Regions from separate parts of the Mus musculus genome. Here region 2 is linked to region 1. Evidence: chromatin contacts called from public Hi-C data. All regions are on one chromosome and are shown on one strand. Each heading gives the region's core, a stretch centred on a gene start, on an enhancer-like site or on the middle of the called end of the contact. The rest is flanking DNA. Distances are from core to core; before and after follow the strand shown. Region 1 has its middle 16 kb from the start of Gm32448. Region 2 overlaps Gm32184 (a long non-coding RNA gene).

What was found. A called contact is a pair of places that touch in the nucleus more often than the background predicts.
Region 2: a Hi-C map of pro-B cells shows a contact between it and region 1, with 2.4 times the contacts expected there. The contact joins two enhancer-like sites. A contact is called at or near these places in 5 of 484 Hi-C or Micro-C datasets (cerebellum, embryonic stem cells, large pre-B cells and 2 more) and 2 of 115 datasets of contacts at active chromatin or transcription factors (bone marrow-derived macrophages and large pre-B cells).

What each region holds. Positions count from the first base shown.
Region 1 is chr13:41,423,200-41,429,268 of GRCm38.p6, reverse strand. It overlaps a transcript of Nedd9 not described here. Among named protein-coding and RNA genes, the nearest start is that of Gm32448, 16 kb to the right of the region's middle. Within about 2 kb of position 2,263, at least 20 of the 459 cell types and tissues checked have an H3K27ac peak or open chromatin away from gene starts, as enhancers often do. A contact at or near this core is called in pre-B cells and pro-B cells, where this site is marked.
Region 2 is chr13:41,542,826-41,548,894 of GRCm38.p6, reverse strand. The region is part of intron 2 of Gm32184 (a long non-coding RNA gene); the gene reads left to right. Among named protein-coding and RNA genes, the nearest start is that of Gm32401, 59 kb to the right of the region's middle. Within about 2 kb of position 2,169, at least 27 of the 459 cell types and tissues checked have an H3K27ac peak or open chromatin away from gene starts, as enhancers often do. A contact at or near this core is called in pre-B cells and pro-B cells, where this site is marked.

The DNA.
Region 1 (6,069 bases), core at 1,014-3,513:
ATCTTCCAAAACTCTACATCTTCCCTTGACTGCCATTCTTCAAATAGCCATGGCTATTAGCATAAATACGGTCATTGCTATTTCATATCACACGGACACTATGAGCAGTAACTCTGTGACTCCTAGTTATTCCAATCACAGTGTGTACAGAGTGTATCTGGAAATGAATGAGGAGCCTAGAAACTTTTCAGAAAAAGGAATGATGACATACTATAGTTATTCCCAGTACAAAGTGACTAAAGCTAAAAAGAAATATATGCCGATATAAATACCATCCCATGCTGGCAGGAACATGCACTGTCCTGGAAAACATTCACATTAAAGTTAAAAATGTACGCATAGATCATGTAGCTAGTGCATCTATCTCTCGGTTTTTGCACAATACAAATAGGCCTCCAAGTGCAATGCAAAATGGCGAAGCACTAGAGAAGATTTCACTGTGTATCAGAAGCAACGTGGACAGACACAGCTGCTGTGTGCGCACACTAGAATAACACATACAACAAAGGCAGGTACGAGCTATAGCCATCAGAAATAGCATCAATGAATCTCATCAACCCGATCCATGTGATGTGTGGTCTGTTTCTGCCAACTACACAAAGAGAAAGGCAGGGAAGAGACCTCAAGCTGGGAGAGATAGCTTTCAGTGGGTCCTACTACTGAGAGAAACTGGGGACCCAACAGTTTATTTTTGATACTATTTTGTTTATGTGTAGATACAAGATTTGTGACAGTTATTATATGTAATTAGTTTCCCTTTCCACTTTCACTGTGCTTATGTGCATTTGATGTATGTGTTGCATGCATGCATGTGTGTGTATGTGTGTGTGTGTGTGTGTATGTTTCTGACAGACATTGTTGGAAACTAGAAAATAAAATCACACAAGATAGTGCATTTTTTTCCAATAATAAATCTGGAACATCCCTCCACTCCCCAAAAATGAGGTGTTTAAGATAAGAGTACACATTATAGTCCTATATATTTAAGAACTATAGCTTACACCAAGAAGCTAGTAAATAAAACTTCTCTCTGGCTTCAGGACTATTGGGGCAGTTGCAGCCTCACATTGGACTATGTAACACCAATGGTCCCCGGTCCAGCCTCCCATCCGAGCCTTCCATCCCATGTTTCAAGAGCTTTGGTACCCTGGCCATGCACCTCCCAGCCCTCTAGTCTACTTTTACCTTATAACCCTCTGCCCCAGGAAGGTGAGCCAGTGGTAAAGAGCTGGAAGTAGGCGAGGATCACTGCGCTGGAATGACTAATGTCCTATTACTCCGCACATGGTCTTTAAGAGAAAGCATGATCAATACATTGACACTACCTCTTGGCCACAGACTCATTCAGAAAGTGCTAGAAGAAATTCAGAATCCAAACCCTAAGACCCTATCCAGAGTCATCCTGGCCTGGACGTAAGGGCAGCACTGCCTTTTAAGTGTAAAGAAAAGACAGCAGAGAACCTAGTCGTACGTGGCTACAGTCTCAGCTGGGCCTGGGGCTGAGGGAGACAGACAATAAGCTCCAGGCCAGCAAGCCCTAGGAACTTAGTGAGGACTGATTCAGAAAGAAGGAAAGATGACTGGAAATAGGACGTATTTGTAAAACATTCCCCTAGAATGCACGAGGCCCAAGGTTTAATCTCCAGTGCTAGAAGGAGAATTTTAAAAGTACGTGCAGGGGGGATTTCATTTTAAACACCCAGAGTGCCAGCATCACTGCATGCCTTCATTTGGGTGTCAAGTATGTTTCTTACAATTTAGGAAGCTCTACTTTTGTTCTGTATCGACATATGTATTTTGCATTTACACACACACACACACACACACACACCCCTACACATACAAATATAATTATATAATTCCTAGCACTGTATACTATGACTTCCCCCAAGCACAGCTCAACCCTAAATGATTGCCTTGTAAACACAGTTTGGCAGTTGAAGTCCTTGCAGATGTGAGGATCTACAGGGGAATGAACAGGATGCTGGGAACCTACCTGCAACTCCCCGCTGGGTATCAGCTCCCTTGGGGTAGAGAAGCTTGGTTGATCATGCATGGGGTCTGCAGAACACAGGAGTCATGGGCTCTTGTCCCCTTGCCTTGCAAGTGTCTCAGAGGAAAATTCCCTCCCCACCTCCTCGCCAAGACGAGAAAATACTGTGCTAAGAAATCCAAAATTACAGGAGGCTGTTCCCACCCATGGAGAAGCAGTAGGGACCAACTCCCATTGCCCTCTGCTTGGATTGGAAAGCTTGTCTTCCTCCTTCGAGAAGCTGGGTGGGGTTAGGAGAAAGTTGGCTTACCAACTACTGTGTGCCAGACCCATTCCTCCTCAACTTTCTGCTCTAACGCCTACTTCATTTTGATTTTGTTCTTGACAGGGGAACCTCTTTTTAATATTTTCCATAAATACAAACAGAGAGAGAGAGACAGAGAGTGTGTGTGAGACACACACAGAGACAGACAGACAGACACACACACACACAAATTAAAACTGATACCTACAGCTGTGAGGAAATGAGAGAAAAAAAGTGAAGTATTGGCCAGCACCAGCCCTCTGAATGCCCAGTTCATTCTTCCAAATAAAAAAAATAATAAAATAAAATTCAAGCTTTGCATCTCAGCTATTTTAAAAACCACATTTCCAAAATATTGCTTTTCCCTCTTTGTGAGGGAAATATGAAAAACACATGGCTTGAGTGATCCTTGCAAGCTACTAGCAACAGGTAAAACAGGAACTGGGGGTGGCTTCAAATAGATAAACACAGAAATATGCTAAGTTGGTTTAAAGGAGGATCGCAAGATGAGGAGGAAGGTGTGAAAGAGCGGAAAGCAAGTCTAAAGCCCTGGATTATAGATGGCGTAGAGCCCTTGATGAGAAAACTTATAATGTGCCTACTACTCAAGCCACACCTAATTTCCATCTTCTTTCTTCTTTTGTTCTCTCTTGGCATACTGCATATGTGGCCAAGGTACCTATCACTACACAACTCACTTTGCACAACTAGACTGTGAGCTGCCTAAGGGCAGGACCGAGTTATATGTATCTTTGACATTTAAGTAGATATAGCAAGAACTTGCTATGGCTTTGTGCATACATGAATAAATGAGTGGTGGATTCCATTCACTGTGCTGTGGATTTAACTTCCCCTGACATCTGTGATGTGACCCTTCAAATGACAGAAATGTCTCGACCCATTCCAGAGTTTTACATGTTTTTGCATTTCTAACTTGTGTCTTCAAGGCTAGTGAAGTGTGAGTCTCCAGCACCAGACGCTGGCGGAGAAGCACGGCAGAGTTGTTCATGGGGAGATATGACAAGGAGGAAACAGGCCAGCAGACTGCAGCCCTGGGACTGTCCTGGAGATCCAGAGTGCCAACGCTCCTCAAGAGAAAATGTGGGCGAGGGTGAGTCCTGACAGAAAACACAATTTTGTGATTGTCTTTTTCTCTAGTGTCACAGGGATCTATTCCTCTCACACCGTGTGACGAATGATGTGCCAAGCCTGGAATTGATATCTGGAGAGAAAACATTAATTATAGGACATCAGATGTTGCTCTGGTGGGCGGTTTTTTCATATAGATAGGCTGCTGTGCACATGGAATTTTCTTCCAACCAGAAGTCTTTGTTGCTGTCATCTGGATACAAGTGGGACATAGGAGAGCAGGTGCTTGGGCAAACCTGGAAGTCTCCAGACCTATTCAAAGAGGTGGTCTGTGTTGTGTGTGTGTGTGTGTGTGTGTGTGTGTGTGTGTGTGCTTTCCTGTGCTGATCATTTGGATAACTCCATGCATATTAAAGTGCTCCACAAGAAAATGAACTTCCTCTAGGGTAGTTCAAATTAAAATGATCAGCTGTTCCTATGAAACTAACTGGAAGGCTGAGGCAGGGGGTCAAGACCTACCTGGGCCACAGAATGTGTTCAAGGCCAGCTAAGGAAACTTAGCAAGACTGCTTCAAAGTAAAAAGAGGACTGGAGTGGAAGTTCAGTGGTAGAATGCTTGCCATACATGAGGGAAGCCCTTGATTCAGTCCCAAGCAATGCCACACAGACAGACAGACAGACACACACACCCCACACCACACAGACACATACCCCCACACCACTAACACCACATACACACTACAAAAACACCACATACACCCACACACACACAGTATACCACACATACAGAGCAACATACACTCATACCCACACAACATGCACACACTCATGCACACCACACCGCACAGACACACACTTTACCACATACACACCACACACACACACACACACACACATCATATACTACACCACACACACAACACACCACACACAGAGAGATATACATACACATACAAACACATACACCATCACCACATCCACCATTCACACACACATACACAACACATACATCATATACCATACCTTACACACACAACACACCACACAGAAACATACACACATACATACCACCACCACATACATCTCACACACACCCACGCCACCACCACCACCACCACTACATGCACACATGAAAATCAGTTCATCTATCTAAATATGGAATCCTAGAGACTCTTAAAAACAAATACAAAGCTCCTGTGGACTGCACCTGTGAATTGACTCCTGAAGGAGGCAGGAATCACAACATGGTGTGGTGACACTGGGGACTGGGGGTCCGGGATCTGCGTTGGACCTCACTCTCTTACTTAGTCATGTCAGCCAAGAGCTAGCTGCTTGGCCTCTTTGGTCCCCTGTCTCAGACCTTAGAAGATGGCTCTGGGAAGATGAGTTAAAGGCTGAAAATAAAATACTTAAAGCCTTGCACTTTAAAGGAAAAGTTAGTTCTTGGACACCAGACAGCTGCTTTCTGTGTCACACAGAGAAGCACCAACTACAGACGAAGAGAAACCATCTGAGCAGCCACAGCAAGCAGACAGGCCGCTTCTGCTTGCAGAAGAAGAGGCTGTAAGGTAGCTTTTACCATCAATGAAAAGACTGCCCAGGAAGTCATTAAAAAACACTTGAATTTTCATACCACCTTGGTGTTTTAAGATAAAGTCGAGACTTCCGGCAGCAACAGGGAAGATTCCCAGACACAGAATTGTCTCAGCTTTAAGTCGTCATTCATGCTGAAGTTGAGAATGAGCAGGAGTTGAGAACACCTCAGGGGCATGTTTAGCCAGGATTGTCTTTTGGGAAAAGCTCTGTTGAAGTCATAAACACTCTCACAACCAAGCTTCCTTCAAAAACACCCAGTAAAGGAAAGCAGGCCCAGAAGTCATTGATCCACTATGACATCAGCAAGCAACGGAGAGGTCACGCCGCACCTGCAGGACTATCTGAGGGCTGCAGAAGGGCTAGGCACCCTTTGCAGCCCAGCCTTGTTTGATTTTGGTTTGTTTTCAGAGAGCTGGTAGTTAAACATTTACCCAGGCACACCTGGCGAAGACAAGGAGGCTGGCTCTGAAGGCCTGTAAACTGCAAACTGCTTTCGTTGGCATTCATCCGCTGTGGCCTCAGAGGAAGGCAGGAAGCCGACCATTGGAAAGGCGAGCTGCGGTTAATCTGAAGACAAAGCTAGATCATACTTCACAGAGACAAAAATAGTCCGTGGACACTGTCCCTTCTTCCCTAGTAGATACAAGTTCAGTGCAGAGCCAAGGTCAACATGTCCTCTGTATACTTATGTCTGGTTAAGAGGGTGTGTGATGGATGTGGTGTCCAAAGGAAACTTCAGCTCCCCAAACTCCAAGGGGCAGCCCATATATCCAGAAATGAGCTCAAAATGGACTATAGAATGTCTGGCAGTTAGAGAAAAGCCACCGTTTCCCAACAACTTGTGAAATCAGTTCCCAGCAGCCACACAGAGTCATTTTTATACTCAGCTCTGGCACAAGAAACATGGCACCTATAGGCACATCAAAGCCTGTGCTAGCCTGCAGCCTCTCTCAGTACCACAAGTACCTCCCTGTGACACATGTCAAAGGTCATGCTAATATCCTGGCCCTTCTCACCTCCTTACCCGAAACTCCCTCCAGCTTATGGCCTTTCCTCCCCACAGCTGCTCATTCCTCTTATAACCCAG
Region 2 (6,069 bases), core at 920-3,419, 120 kb before region 1:
TCCGGATAGCCTCAACCCAGCTATGTAGCTCAGAATGATCTGGAACTCCGGACTCTCCTGCTTCTTCACTCCTAGGGCTGGTAGTATTAGCACCGTGGACTGTCAGATATGATTAACCTCAGGCCCTATCCCAGACTCACTGAGTTAGAACCTGGGAATCGTGGAGCAGTAGATGCTTAGTATGGAATGAATTCCCCCAGGTCATTCTAAGGGCAGGGTCAAGTGTAAAGTACATTTGATTTTTTCCAATTCATTGTGCAAAAGGCCACCCGGTGTCTGAATATTTGTCAATGATGTGGCCGTGCTTGTCGGTGAGCTAGAGAAGCGAGGGCGTCTCTAAGGCACCTGAACTCTATTCCTAGCATTTTTATTATGCCTAAGAAAGCAGAGGAATGCAAACACAAACTGGCCTTATGAATCAAAACTCATAAAATCAGTTGTGAGTTGTGTAAAGGCATGGAGTATAACCTGTGCAGATGAATTTTTGTTGTCTTTATGATAAGGAACTTGACACACAATTTTTTCTTCTTTCAGTTACGAATGAGAAACATGATTACAAGCTAGGAAAGTTGGTCTTATAGTCAAAGGTCAGATATAAAACTCTATAGAAGGACCTTGTTTTCTTAAACGACAAAGATCTTCATTCTTCATTATATTTTTTTTATACCTAGCCTACTTCTTAGTCTAAAGTAGATGTTTAATAATAAAGAAATATTTGTTCAAAGCAAGGCAAATATATATATAGTGGTAGTGGGAAGGAGGGAGCGAGGGAGGAAGAGAGAGAAACAGTGAGGGAGAGACACACACACACACAGAGAATTATAAACATGTGGTACAGAGAAAAAGATTGAAATAGACCCAGCCTCCCATATCTTCCAGTTCAGCATCCATGAACTCAGCCATGCACCAATGAAAAATACTTTTTCTTGCATTTGTACTTGCTGGAGTTTTCTCTTCCTAGGTGATGCAGATATAGGCTAGATTAGACCTGATTAACAATAGACAAAAGGGCCTGGAGAGATGGCTTAGAGCTTAAGAGCACTGACTGACTGCTCTTGCAGAAGTCCTGAGTTCAATTCCCAGCAACCACATGGTGGCTCACAACCATCTGTAATGGAACCTGATGCCCTCTTCTGATGTTTCTGAAGACAGCTACAGTGTACACACATATACAAAATAAGTAAATAAAATCTTTTTTTTTTAAAGTAGATAAACATAGGCTTTTTAGGAGGCAGCTTTTGGGTGGGTTCACAGGTGGAGGTCAGTGACATCAAGAATCCAGGCTAAAGCAGCAAAGGGGTTTTATGGGTCTTGGGCACTAGGGTGTGATGAAGTGTCAGCTAGGAGTTGGGATTATGTCCATACACAATCAAAAACTGAGCCCCTTTGTGGGCACTCTTGGGTGGATTGCAGGACATGTGGAGTCTAAGAATAATCCAGGTTAGCTAGGAGTTTATTTTTTTTACCAAGGAAGCGGAGTTTTCTCTGTGTGAGCAGGGTAGGAGGGGGAAGGAGGGCAGACGGGGTTTCCCAGCTTGTGCAGGGGATGAGCAGGGGTTCCAGCCTACCAGTACTGAACGTAAACAGACTTTTTCTTGTCACTATTCCCTACCCAATACAGTACGTCACCTATTTGCGTGACAAATAGTCATCTAACATACTAAAAGTCATCTAAAGATGATTTTAAGTATATAAGAAGATTACAGAGGGAAGATTCAAATGTCGTGCCAATTTAATAATGTCTCTGAGCCCCTGGGGTATGGGAAAATCGCAAGGGGCCCTGCGATCAAACTCATGAATACCGAGGGTTAGTATACACAGAGGAGACACCAGGTGCTAAGTAGAAGGAAATCACAGAGGAAAAGGAGCTAAAAAGGTGATACTTTGAGAAGTGAAGAACTAAATCAGTTTAGAAATTTATAGGCGTGTAAGGCCCACGCCTTTAAATTTCAGTGATGTAGCCAATAGGAAAAAGAAAGAGGATTTCAAAATTATCTATCAAAAATCCTTGTCTCCAAATGCTGGCCAAGTGTCATGGGCTCGAAAATGGACTCTCCGGTGGGCTCAGGTGTTTGAACACTTGGTTGCCAGCAAGCGTTGCTGTTTTGGAAGGTTGTAGAACCTTTAGGAGGCGGAGCTTTGGTAAAGAGGGCCTAGAATGTTTGATAGCCTAGCCCTAACTTCCTGTACTCTCTCTACTTCCGGTTGCAGACAGACGGTGACCTGCTGTGGCCTTCTCCCTACACCATTTTTTCCCTGATCAGGATAGGTCGTATTTTCTCTTAAACTCTAAACTCGTCCTTCATGATGTTGCTTTTTGTCAGATATGTGAAAAGAAACCGATGCTCTCCTCAGTTGAAAGAATTCCTTTTTGGGAGTAGAACTGCGTGGATCTGGTGAATCACTTGTGAGGCAGTGCATGTGAGGAATGGGGCAGGTTCTTGAAGAGAAGAGAGGAAAAGGGCAGTCTGGGTTTGCAGAGAGTAATTCCTCGGAGTTGCAGCTTACAGCAGCTGCTCGCGGGGTTGGGAAATGTGGCTCAGTGGAGCAAGGCAGGTGAATTCTCACTACCAACCACAATCCACTGTTGGCTTCACAGTTAATACCCTGGCTCATGGTGCTTGGTTTCATGTCTAAAATAGGAACACACTCCCTAGCATTCTATGGTGCTCAGTAGCTAAGAAGAGTGCTCTCCAGAACTTAAGATGCAAATTCTTTCTGCCTGCTTTTGTATCGCAGTTGAAGGGCAGTTATAGGTCGGTTGGCGTAAGGAGCAAACATGTTCTGGAACAAACATGATCTGAAGCAATCGCTATAAGAGATTTCTCCGTACTCCCAAGGAGGTGCCTGTTTGTTCAAGAAAAGATGTCAGAAAACTTAAACCCAACACACAGAAAGAGACTTGGCTGTGGATCTTCAGAGGCATAAGATTGATACATTTCCAGGCATGACAGCCTTCCCTACCCCCAATTAATATTTATATTCACAAGTGCCTGATCCTGTATGCTACTTAGCTAGGGTTGGACACCCATTTTATCATCTCAGGTCATAAACAAGAAAAGAACTGAGAAAAGTAATGTATAATGTACTCGTCCATCCCTGCTTTCTGAACTCCATTGCTGTTAACTACCTGCAGGATGTGGTCTTTGATGATGTGGGTGACAAGATATTTGGTGCCCAGGTGTGGGAACAGAATTCATCTTACAGTCAGTTCCAGACTTTCCTAGGTTTGGTTGAGCTTGCCCTGTCATTGGACAGGGCGACTGAAAAGCAACCATTCGCCGCACACCTCACCCAGAAAACAAATTGAGAGCTTACACTTTTCCCGTAAAGAGAAACATTACAAAGAAAGCAATTTGAGTAGTAAAAAGAAAAGAAATGAAAAGAAAAGGGGAAAAAAAACCTTATGAAAAATGTGTTCTTTCTATACATGTACACAAATGTAGGTAGAGCCTATGTGTGTTCTCCTGGTCTCTGTGAAGTAACCCCTCGTCTTCCCTTTAGGGGTGTACATCTCTCCCCAATCCCATTGGTAATCTCAGGGGTCACAATCCCACTAATCATTGTCATGGCTAATCTTCTTTTAAAGTTATTTATTTATTTATTTGATATTTTATTTATATTTCAAATGTTATCCCTTTTCCCGGTTTCCCCTCTGGAAACCCCCTATCCCATCCTTCCTTGCCCTGCTTCTATGATGATGCTCCTCCACACCCCCCATTCCTGCCTTCCCGCCCTGGCATTCCCCTACCCTGGAGCATTGACCCTTCACAGGACCAAGGGCCTCTCCTTCCATTTTTGCCTCACAAGGCCACCCTCTGCTACTTATGCAGCTGGAGCCATGGGTCCCTCCATGTGTACTCTTCGGCTGGTGGTTTTGCTCCTGGGAAGTCTGGAGGGTCTGGTTGGTTGATATTGCTGTTCTTCCTATGGGTTGCAAACCCCTTCAGCTCCTTCAGTCCTTTCTCTAACTCCTCCATTGGGGACTGTGTTCTCAGTCCAATGGTTGTCTGCAAGCGTCTGCCTCTGTATTTGTCAGGCTCTGACAGAGCCTCTCAAGAGACAGCTATATCAGGCTCCTGTCAGCAAGCACTTCTTGGTATTCACAATATTGTCTGGACTTGGTGTCTGTATATGGAATGGATCCCCAGGTGGAAGTCTCTGGATGGTCATTCCTTCAGTCTGCTCCACACTTTGTCTTTGTATCTTGTCCCTGGAGTATTTTGTTCTCCCTTCTAAGAAGGACTGAAGTATCCACACTTTGGTCTTCCTTATTTATTTATTTATTTATTTATTTATTTATTTATTTATTTATTATTTTTTAATTAGGTATTTATTTCACTTAGATTTGGTCTTCCTTCTTGAGCTTCATGTGGTCTGTGAATTGTATCTTGGGTATTCTGAGCCTTTGGGCTAATATCTACTTATCGGTGAGTGCATACCATGTGTGCTCTTTTGTGACTGGGTTACCTCACTCAGGATGGTATTTTCTAATTTGATCCATTTGCTTAAGAATTTCATGAATTCATTGTTTTTAATAACTGAGTAGTACTCCATTGTATAATTGTAACACATTTTCTTTATCCATTCCTCTGTTGAGGACATCTGGGTTCTTTCCAGCTTCTGGCTAGTATAATAAGTAAGGCTGCTATGAACATAGTAGAACATATGTCCTTGTTATATGTTGGAACATCTTCTGGATATATGCCCAGGAGTGGTATAGCTGCGTCCTCAGGTAGTACTATGTCCAATTTTCTGAGGAACCACCAGATTGATTTCCACAGTGGTTGTGCCTGCTTGAATGGCACCAAAAAATGGAGGAGAGAGTCATGGCTAATCTTGATGGTCTACTTGATGGGAGGGATCTGGCGACACCTCTGGGTGTGTCTGTGAAGGTGTTTCTGGAGAACTCGTTATTGAGGAAGGAAGACCCACCTTGAATGTGGGCTGCACCATGAACTGGAACGAACCTTTCTTTCCTTCCTCGAGTTTATTTTGTCAGGCACATTGATCATAACCACACGAGTACCTAGTGACTCCCCACGCACATGTCCTGGAGCCGGATGTAGGCTTAGATTTTTCTCTAAACCTGCTTTATTTAGGGTTCTGGAACACTCCAACCTCCCTTCTAGCCCACTGACCAGAGATAAGTGTAGGTCAATGTTGGGAGAAGCCTTTCTGAGGGGATCGTGCAGATCCTCAAGTATACTGTGTTCTAGAGCTTAGATGGCAGCATGGAGGTGACCCCTCACTACCGTCATTCCTCCTGGTCTTTGTGCTCCTTTTCCATTTGAAATAAACACGGGATTGCTCTTACCAGGGTGTGTCATTTGGTTTCTGGTATAACACGTGTGTCTTTTATACTTAGGAGAAGATCTTGGCAGAACCTAGAAGACAAAGGAGACATTTCAGTTCCTAAGTGCCTGTGTACACAAGGAAACTTGAAGAAATGAACATGTGTATGAACCCCGTGACTTTATGCAAACACTTTCCTCCTCTCTGAGATCTCGTTGTCTTGTCGGGAAGAGAGTCCGGAGGACTGCTGCTTGCTGACGACCCACCACAAGCTCAGCACTTTATAGATATCCTTTCTTCCACTCTTTATATGATTTTACAACTAAGGCATGCAGATACTGTTACCCTACCTTTTTTCAGGTTAAGAAAATCCAGTCACAAAGATAAACAAAACAAAACAGAACAACAACAAAAGAGAGTCTGTGCCTGTTGTAGTTGAAGAACATAATTGTTATACACACCCAAAGTCATAACAATGTTATTCACAATAGGAAAAAGGTGGGAACAGCTACGTGTCCATTAAGAGGGGAGTGGTTAAACAGGCTATGCCGTATATAATTGGATTATTTTAGCTTTAAAAGGAGGGACATTCCAACACTCATGGACCTTAGTATGTTAAGTGGTATGAGCCAGTCAAGCAAAGCACAAATCTTGGATGATTCCCCATACATAAGATAAGAATGTTAGTCCAAGTCACAGAGTGGTGGCTGTCAAGGGCAGAGGAAAAAAGAGATGGGTCACTACTTAATAGGTGTAGAGTTTCAGTTTTGCAGG